Regions from separate parts of the Mus musculus genome. Here region 2 is linked to region 1. A link is a contact called in public Hi-C data. All regions are on one chromosome and are shown on one strand. Each heading gives the region's core, a stretch centred on a gene start, on an enhancer-like site or on the middle of the called end of the contact. The rest is flanking DNA. Distances are from core to core; before and after follow the strand shown.

What was found. A called contact is a pair of places that touch in the nucleus more often than the background predicts.
Region 2: a contact with region 1 is called in a Hi-C map of the N1E-115 cell line, with 4 times the contacts expected there. The contact joins two enhancer-like sites. A contact is called at or near these places in 2 of 15 datasets of contacts at CTCF or cohesin (the NIH/3T3 cell line and pro-B cells), 15 of 484 Hi-C or Micro-C datasets (the C2C12 cell line, CD8 T cells, the G1E-ER4 cell line and 10 more), 4 of 115 datasets of contacts at active chromatin or transcription factors (T-cell acute lymphoblastic leukemia, bone marrow-derived dendritic cells, embryonic basal ganglia and 1 more) and 1 of 9 other capture datasets (embryonic stem cells).

The regions. Positions count from the first base shown.
Region 1 is chr3:152,758,244-152,761,722 of GRCm38.p6, forward strand. All of the region lies in intron 9 of Pigk (phosphatidylinositol glycan anchor biosynthesis, class K), which reads left to right. Among named protein-coding and RNA genes, the nearest start is that of Gm40181, 3.9 kb to the left of the region's middle. Within about 2 kb of position 1,583, at least 11 of the 459 cell types and tissues checked have an H3K27ac peak or open chromatin away from gene starts, as enhancers often do. A contact at or near this core is called in the N1E-115 cell line, where this site is marked.
Region 2 is chr3:153,491,795-153,495,273 of GRCm38.p6, forward strand. All of the region lies in intron 2 of St6galnac3 (ST6 (alpha-N-acetyl-neuraminyl-2,3-beta-galactosyl-1,3)-N-acetylgalactosaminide alpha-2,6-sialyltransferase 3), which reads right to left. Among named protein-coding and RNA genes, the nearest start is that of Gm46831, 16 kb to the right of the region's middle. Within about 2 kb of position 1,922, at least 15 of the 459 cell types and tissues checked have an H3K27ac peak or open chromatin away from gene starts, as enhancers often do. A contact at or near this core is called in the N1E-115 cell line, where this site is marked.

The DNA of each region.
Region 1 (3,479 bases), core at 333-2,832:
TTGTAACTGCTGTAGCTATGCTGCATAAACATGATATATAGATTTAAATCACACCTAACTGAAGGGAAAGCTCTAACTTACTCTAAAAATAAGGGAAGTTGATTATGATTTTCTGTTTAGTGTGCACACTATAATTCATATTTTCTATATTACAGAAATGACTGAAATTCATCTTGTATAGCTTTGCTATGAAAGCTTTTTTCTTCATATTTCTTTGAAAATTAGCCATAGTCAAACCTTGACACTCCAGAGACTAGGTAACTTTTGGTCATAATGACTACATGAAAGCCACCAGCGAGTTACCTCAGGCGTGAAAACACAGCTGGCTCTCCTGGCTTTGTCATCACGCTTCCAGTTTCCTCAGAAGGAAACCCAGTGAGAGGGCTCTGTGGTACTGTGAAGGAGCTCAGTACCTCCCTGTCCCCAGAGCATTGCGTTCCTGTGGTGAGGTGGAACGGCAGCATTACTCAGTGTGGAAGGGAGGGGTCGGCTGACCTGACACTGGCTTGTCGAAAGTTGACACGTGGTAAAAATGTGTGTCTTACATAGTTGAACTGCCAAGAAAGTGGGTCTCCATGGAAACACGACAGGCTTTTCTGCCCTGCCCCCATTCGATGGAAGGAGCGTGGCTTCCTCCAGGACTTTGTCATGGTAGCAGCTGGTATTAAGTGTCAGTTGACATGCAGCTCAGCCTCTGTCTCTAAGAGAGGATCAGTGAAGGCTTCTCCTGACGTCAGACGCTGAGCTCAAGGACCGCCATTGCCTTGTTGGTCCGACTCATGCAGTGCCCAAATGCACTGTATCCAAGTGTGCCTCCATGGGGTTCTGAGTCCCTCATCCTGCTGCTGGCATGCTTGTGAGCGGAAAACATTTGCAGGAACCTGCCACCTGTGCCGTGGACCGCCCACTGCCCGACCCCACTTGCCCTTGGGAGTCGGAGGTGAGGTGGTGCGGAATCAATGGCACAGAACTACCACATCCTCTCCCTTATGGTCTTAGGTTCAGTCCCCCTCCTGAGAGCTCCTTCCTGGTTTCCTGGTTTCCACTGTGCTCACAGTTAGCTCACAAAGGAAGACTTGAAGCTACAGTCACCATGCGAGAGGGATCATGCAGACTTTGTCTTTCTAGACCTGAGTGAGCTCACTCCATTGCTGGGACCAAGTTCATGGTTTCCTTCTTCCTTACAGGAGTAATAACCCATTCCCTCTTTCTAAGGTTTAATGTGTGTGTGTGTCTGTGTGTGTGTCTATGTGTGTGTGTGTCTGTATGTGTGTGTCTGTGTATCTGTAATGTGTGTGTGTGTGTGTGTATGTGTGTGTCTGTGTGTCTGTAATGTGTGTGTGTGTGTGTGTGTATGTGTGTGTGTGTGTTTTGCTTGTGATCATGTATGTATCCACAGAGTCCAGAAAAGGGTATCAGGTTTCCAGGAGCTGGAGTTACAGGTCCTTGTAAGCTGCTTGGCTGGATGCTGGGACTGAACTCCATCCCTCTGCAAGACCACTTAATGCTCTCACCCACTGCCTGCTCACCTCAGCCCGCTGCCACCTTTTCCTGTGGGCAGTAGAGGGAGATGGCAAGTGTCTTATAGCAGGACATGGAGACCTTCAGGTGTGCCCTTGAGCGGGACAGCCAGCACCTGACATGCCACATGTCTGTTCCTGTAGCTCCCACTCCCACCAGCGCGCTCCTCGTCCCCACATCTGTGCCAGCATTTGGTTAGTTGATCCCCTGATGACTATGGCCATTCTGAGAGTTGTGAGGTGGATTCTGAAGGTGGACTTAATCTGCATTTCCCTCATGGCTGAGGATGTTGAACACTGTTAAAGGTGTTTCCTAGCCGCTTATAACTACTTGAACATGTTAAAAATACAGCTAAGGGATGGGAGCTTTTCTGTGCCTTCAAAATATATTATATATAATTTAATTTACTATATATAAATAAGCTAATTTGCCTTCTTTGGTATATATTTTAGTTTCAAGTAATTGTTTCAAGCTGTCTCGTTCAAAGGGTTATATCAAATTGTGGGTTTGGACCTGTTTCTGGAATTTCTTCCTAATGTCCTTGGATTACTTTAGATAATGTGTTTTGAATTATTTATTGATTTTATTGTTAGTATCAACCATAGAACAACCTCTGTTCTTACAGTTGTTTTCAATTCTTAGAAGAATGCTTTGGCCTTTAGGCCCCAATAAGCTCTGTCAGTTTATACATGAATAATCTGATTTCAGCATGGCATTGTGGGAGGAAACACTCTTGAGTCAGAGATGGCTTTATGTATGGGCACTGTAAATAATTTTAGAGACTTGTTCTAAGAGTGCTTCAGTAGCAGAGTAAAGAGTTTCTGAGGCCACTGGGCATCTAAGATAGAGAAACAAGGACACAAAAGGAGGATTGTAAACTGATTTTGTGAGCTTCTCTTGAGCCTGCTCTGTCTTTTTCAACTTCACAGAGGGGTTGGGCAGTATTTTAATCACTTTCAGCACAGATTGTAGCTTTGCTGTGTTGGATTCAGAACCCTTCCACAGTGAAGAGACTCGGCTTGTATCTGTGAAATGCCATTGTCTGAGACACAGTGACACAAGGAAAAACGGCACAGCCTCCTGTGCAGAAATTGTTCCTTCATGAAATGCTGTCAGTAGAGCTTCTTAGCCCAGTCTTGGAAAGAGAAAATGGAGAGATAACCTCTGGAGCCAGTGAGTGTCTTAGAGCTCTCAAAATCTTAAGTAAAAGAATGACCTTAAGAAGGAGAACACACATTATTCATAAGAGGAAAGAAGGAGGTGTTTGGGGTTCCAGCCATGCGTAAGTTGGAATGAGCACCTGTAGTTTTCTCAGAATTACAAATGCTGAGTAGAGAGCTTGGTGACCTTATGCACCATGATTAGGAAAGCGACAATTCTATGAGAACAGAGGACGTTGTGAAGAGGAGGGTGGGGACACGGTGCCCAGAAGTGTTAGATGTGGACAAAAAGAGTAAGGAAGGGCTTTATGAAAGCAAGGGAGTATTTAAAAATCCCACCCCGGTACATCGGCTACTTTATTAAGTAAGCTGCAGTTCGTTTCAGCTACAGAAGAGGGCGCTCTTGAACTGAAAACTCTCCCTTGTAAATTAGCTCATCTCCTTGATCCAACTCCAGATTAATGGCCATTACTAATCCCAGGAAAGCCAACATAAATAATCTTCAAGAGAGAAAGAATTCAGCAAATGTACAAAGTTAATACCAGAATAAAATAGAAAATTAAGATAAAACCTTATTAAAGTATATATAACTTATATACATTTTGTTATGTGTAGGCACTTTCAGTGGAGAAAAGCAAAAACAGAAAGAAGGGTTGAGGAGAAGTTTAAGGACCTGAGTTCAACCCCAGGGCCTTCATAAGAAGGCTGGGTGGGGGCATGTGATTGCAATCCCAGTATTGGGGAGGCAGACATAGGTGGCCCTCTGGGGTTCACTGGACAGTCAGCACGGTCACCAGC
Region 2 (3,479 bases), core at 672-3,171, 730 kb after region 1:
TTAACAATTCTAAGCTGATTAACAGGAGGCCACGAACTGAAATCCTTGCGTTCCAATCAATCTTCCAGGAAACTCCAGGCACGAGCACTTAAGGGAGAAAATTCCATGTGATATTCTAAGCAGGCATCCCCATGAAAGCAGGGGAGTGATCAGAAAAGGCACACTACAATGGCAAGTGGGGTGGTAACTCTTCACTAGCCAGCCTATTCTGCGAATAAGTGGCTAGTTCTCCATTTCTATCTGTCACCCATACACCCTGATTCCTTCACAAGAAAAAGTGTAGAGCTCCTAAGAGGGAGGGCTGCTCTAATCCATTGAAGGTGAAAAGATAACAGGAAGAAAACATGAAGATTCTAATAGATTCAAATGTTGTCATGTTAGAATTGTTACCTGCAGGCAGTGAACAGATTGAATGATTCACCAGGAAAGGTGAAGAACGACCACCTAGTCCAGCATGCAAGTGGGACACTGCGGAGAACGTAGGAAATAGTTGTCATGGTTTAAAAGGAACTCAAACAGGTTGTTGTAGAGACAGAAACAAAGGCAAAAGCTCCCGTGCTCACTACATAGCGCCTTGATGAGGGAGGCATTGGATGATTGCATGTCCACAGAGTGACTATAAACAGGAACACATCTGGAAATGGCTCTCTGGGCATCTGTCTGCCTGATGAATTTCTCATCAATATTCCATAGCAGAAACAGCTCATCACCAGGGGGGCAAAAACCCACTCCATTTTCAGTCTTCTTCCCAGAATTCATGAACAAGTAATCCTTCAAGAGAGGAAGCTGTATGGCTGTTCATCCCCTGCCTCCCCCCCCCCCCACACACACACAGCACACCTCAGTCGGAACATTCAACGGTCAGGTTCACAAGGGTCTCATTCAAAATGCCAGCTTCTCTCTCAGGATTACCAGCCATTTGAGAATCACTGGTTGGCAGGAAGTTTCCCCTGTCAGCTTCTGCCCCATCATGAATTGGAGGGCAGGGACTCTAACAGCTACATTTTCCCATCATATATGGAGGATTGGGAATCTAACAGCTACATTTTCTTTGCACTAGGATCTTGGATGTCTATTAGACACTGCCAACAGGATGCAAGCCATCATGGTCTGCAGTGCTGGAGATGGAGTTAATCTTCCCCTATCACTGGTAGCTGAAAGATGGCCTCTGTCAGCCAGACAATTTCTCAAGATTTCATTTTCAACTAGATACTAGATTTGAAATATGGAAAAAAAAAAGTCACACTTCCCAGAACCCTCATGCTGTTACCCAACCTTGAGTAAGTTACTTAATTTTTTGACCCTGTGCTTACTCATTTGTAAATAAGATTGATCCACTGGCAAGAAAGTGCTGGCTATGACTTTCATTCCACTTGAGGCACTTAGCAGAGCACTTGGCACAGAGAGGCACTCAGGAAGCTGCCGCTAAGATTATGATCATCTGAGAACAACAAAGCCAGCCTGGTGAAGAGGAGGTCTATCTGGAATGAGCAACAGAAGGCAGCTCTGTGACATCAGTGAGCTACTTAGTTTCTTTGTGCTTCATTTATTGGCTGTTCTCTACTGAAAATGGTGGATGCCATAGACAGCAGAATTATTCAGTAAACGTTATACTGTTTATACAAACCTACCAAAAATAAACAAATATCTGTGGATAATCATTAATTATTATAAAAAGTGTGCAAATATTTCCCACCACTGCTAAGGAGGCAAATCAAACAAATCCCTGGTGCCATCTTTACATATAGAAAACTGGTATTTGCAACTAACACATGAAGGTAGAAAGTAGAAGGGCCGATACAGACCATTTTGCTATATTTTGAACATCTTTGTCTGGCAGTAATGCCAAATGCACTGTAAGAGACAGTTAGGGAAAGAATCCTAAGCGAATTCTCCTAATTGGCTTTCTGCATAGTTAACTTCACTTACAGAGAAAAACGGTTATGGGGGCAGGACACATTGCAAGAGAAGGCTCGTGGGCACAATTATGTAGCCTACAGAATTTAAGATGCTTTCTTCCATGCTACAAGCAAAAAAATAAAGAAAGAATGAAAGAAATAAATGCTTCCCAGTGGCAGGAATATGCTAAGGCAGATCCGATGGTGGATATTACTGATGCTGTGAAGTCTGCCTGCCTGTAAAGGCCACAGCACTTTATACAAGCACAGCAGCCACTGTCAGGCGACTCCATCCCTGGACTCTAACCGGGGAGAGCAACAACAGGCTCAGAGCACCTTATTTAATGAAAAGGAGAATTGGAAGGTTCACCCTGGTTTGGACAGCAGATTGGCCACAGTCCAATCGCTGGAAAACAAGAAAGTTGTGGGGTACTGAAGGCAGTCAAGCCAGCTGGTGTTCGTTTGGCTCCCAGGAATATCAAAGATGCACAGACTTGCCCCTCTGAGGTACCAGGCCTTCAATAGTAAGCATTAGGGCCCTTTGGCTCAGAGCTTATCACCTAAGAATCTGCTTCACTTTGATCCTCAGTAGATTCCTGCCAAAGGATATCAATCTCAACCTAGTTTAAAATCAAGAAGCCGGACTGCCATTTCCTACCAACTCTCTAATTTAGGAAAACTGATATTTTCACTCTAAAATGCTGTCCCATCTGACAAATAATTCAGGGAATTCGGGGCCAATGCGTTGGTACAACCTGGAAAAGAACACAGTTAACAATCACCCTGCTTTTTAAACAGAACTTAAATAACGAAAAATAGCACCATTGGTTTTGAAAACTATAGGGAGAGACACAGGAGGTCAGTTCATCAGCAGCAGGGCAGGAATGGCGTGGTAGCTGTGATTTCTGCCGGACTATGAAAGGACAGAGGGAGAGTTGCATAGTTGACCCAGCTATGGTCTTCACCATAGCTCCTAATGGCACCACAAAATGCACTCCTGCATATAAGATCCACGGGGCTCAGAAGTTCAACACAAGCAAGTAAGACAGACCCACAGGGAAGAGTGACAGGCAGCTGAACCCTTAGTTAAAAAACATCCAGACTTCAGACTAAGGTGCTAGCCTTTGTAAGCTCTCTCCTACCTCCTCCCCACCTCTCTATCTTCCACCCAGCCTTAACTGATGCTCTGGAGGCAGGTTCAAAACTCACCCCTGACACTTTGAACATGTGACTTGAGAATTGTCTAGTGTAGCCTATTTTCTCATTTACAAATGAAATTGTGACTTTATATAAACCAAGGAGAATGTGCAATGGACATTCAAATCCCATGACTCAATGTAAGAACTGTGGGCTGTGACAATTCATCTCAGGGGTTAGTTTGAGTAAATCACAGTGCGAGGGTTTTGGCCAAATGCTATTCTGGATGTTCTTTAGCTTTTGTTCATATGGTTTTTAGATAAAATTAGTATTAAATTGATAGGCTTTGAGTAAATTAGACCACACTCTATATACTGTTGACTGCCTGTATCCAGTCAATTTGAAGCCCAAGAGAACAAAGACTGAGTTCTCTTAGCAAGAAGA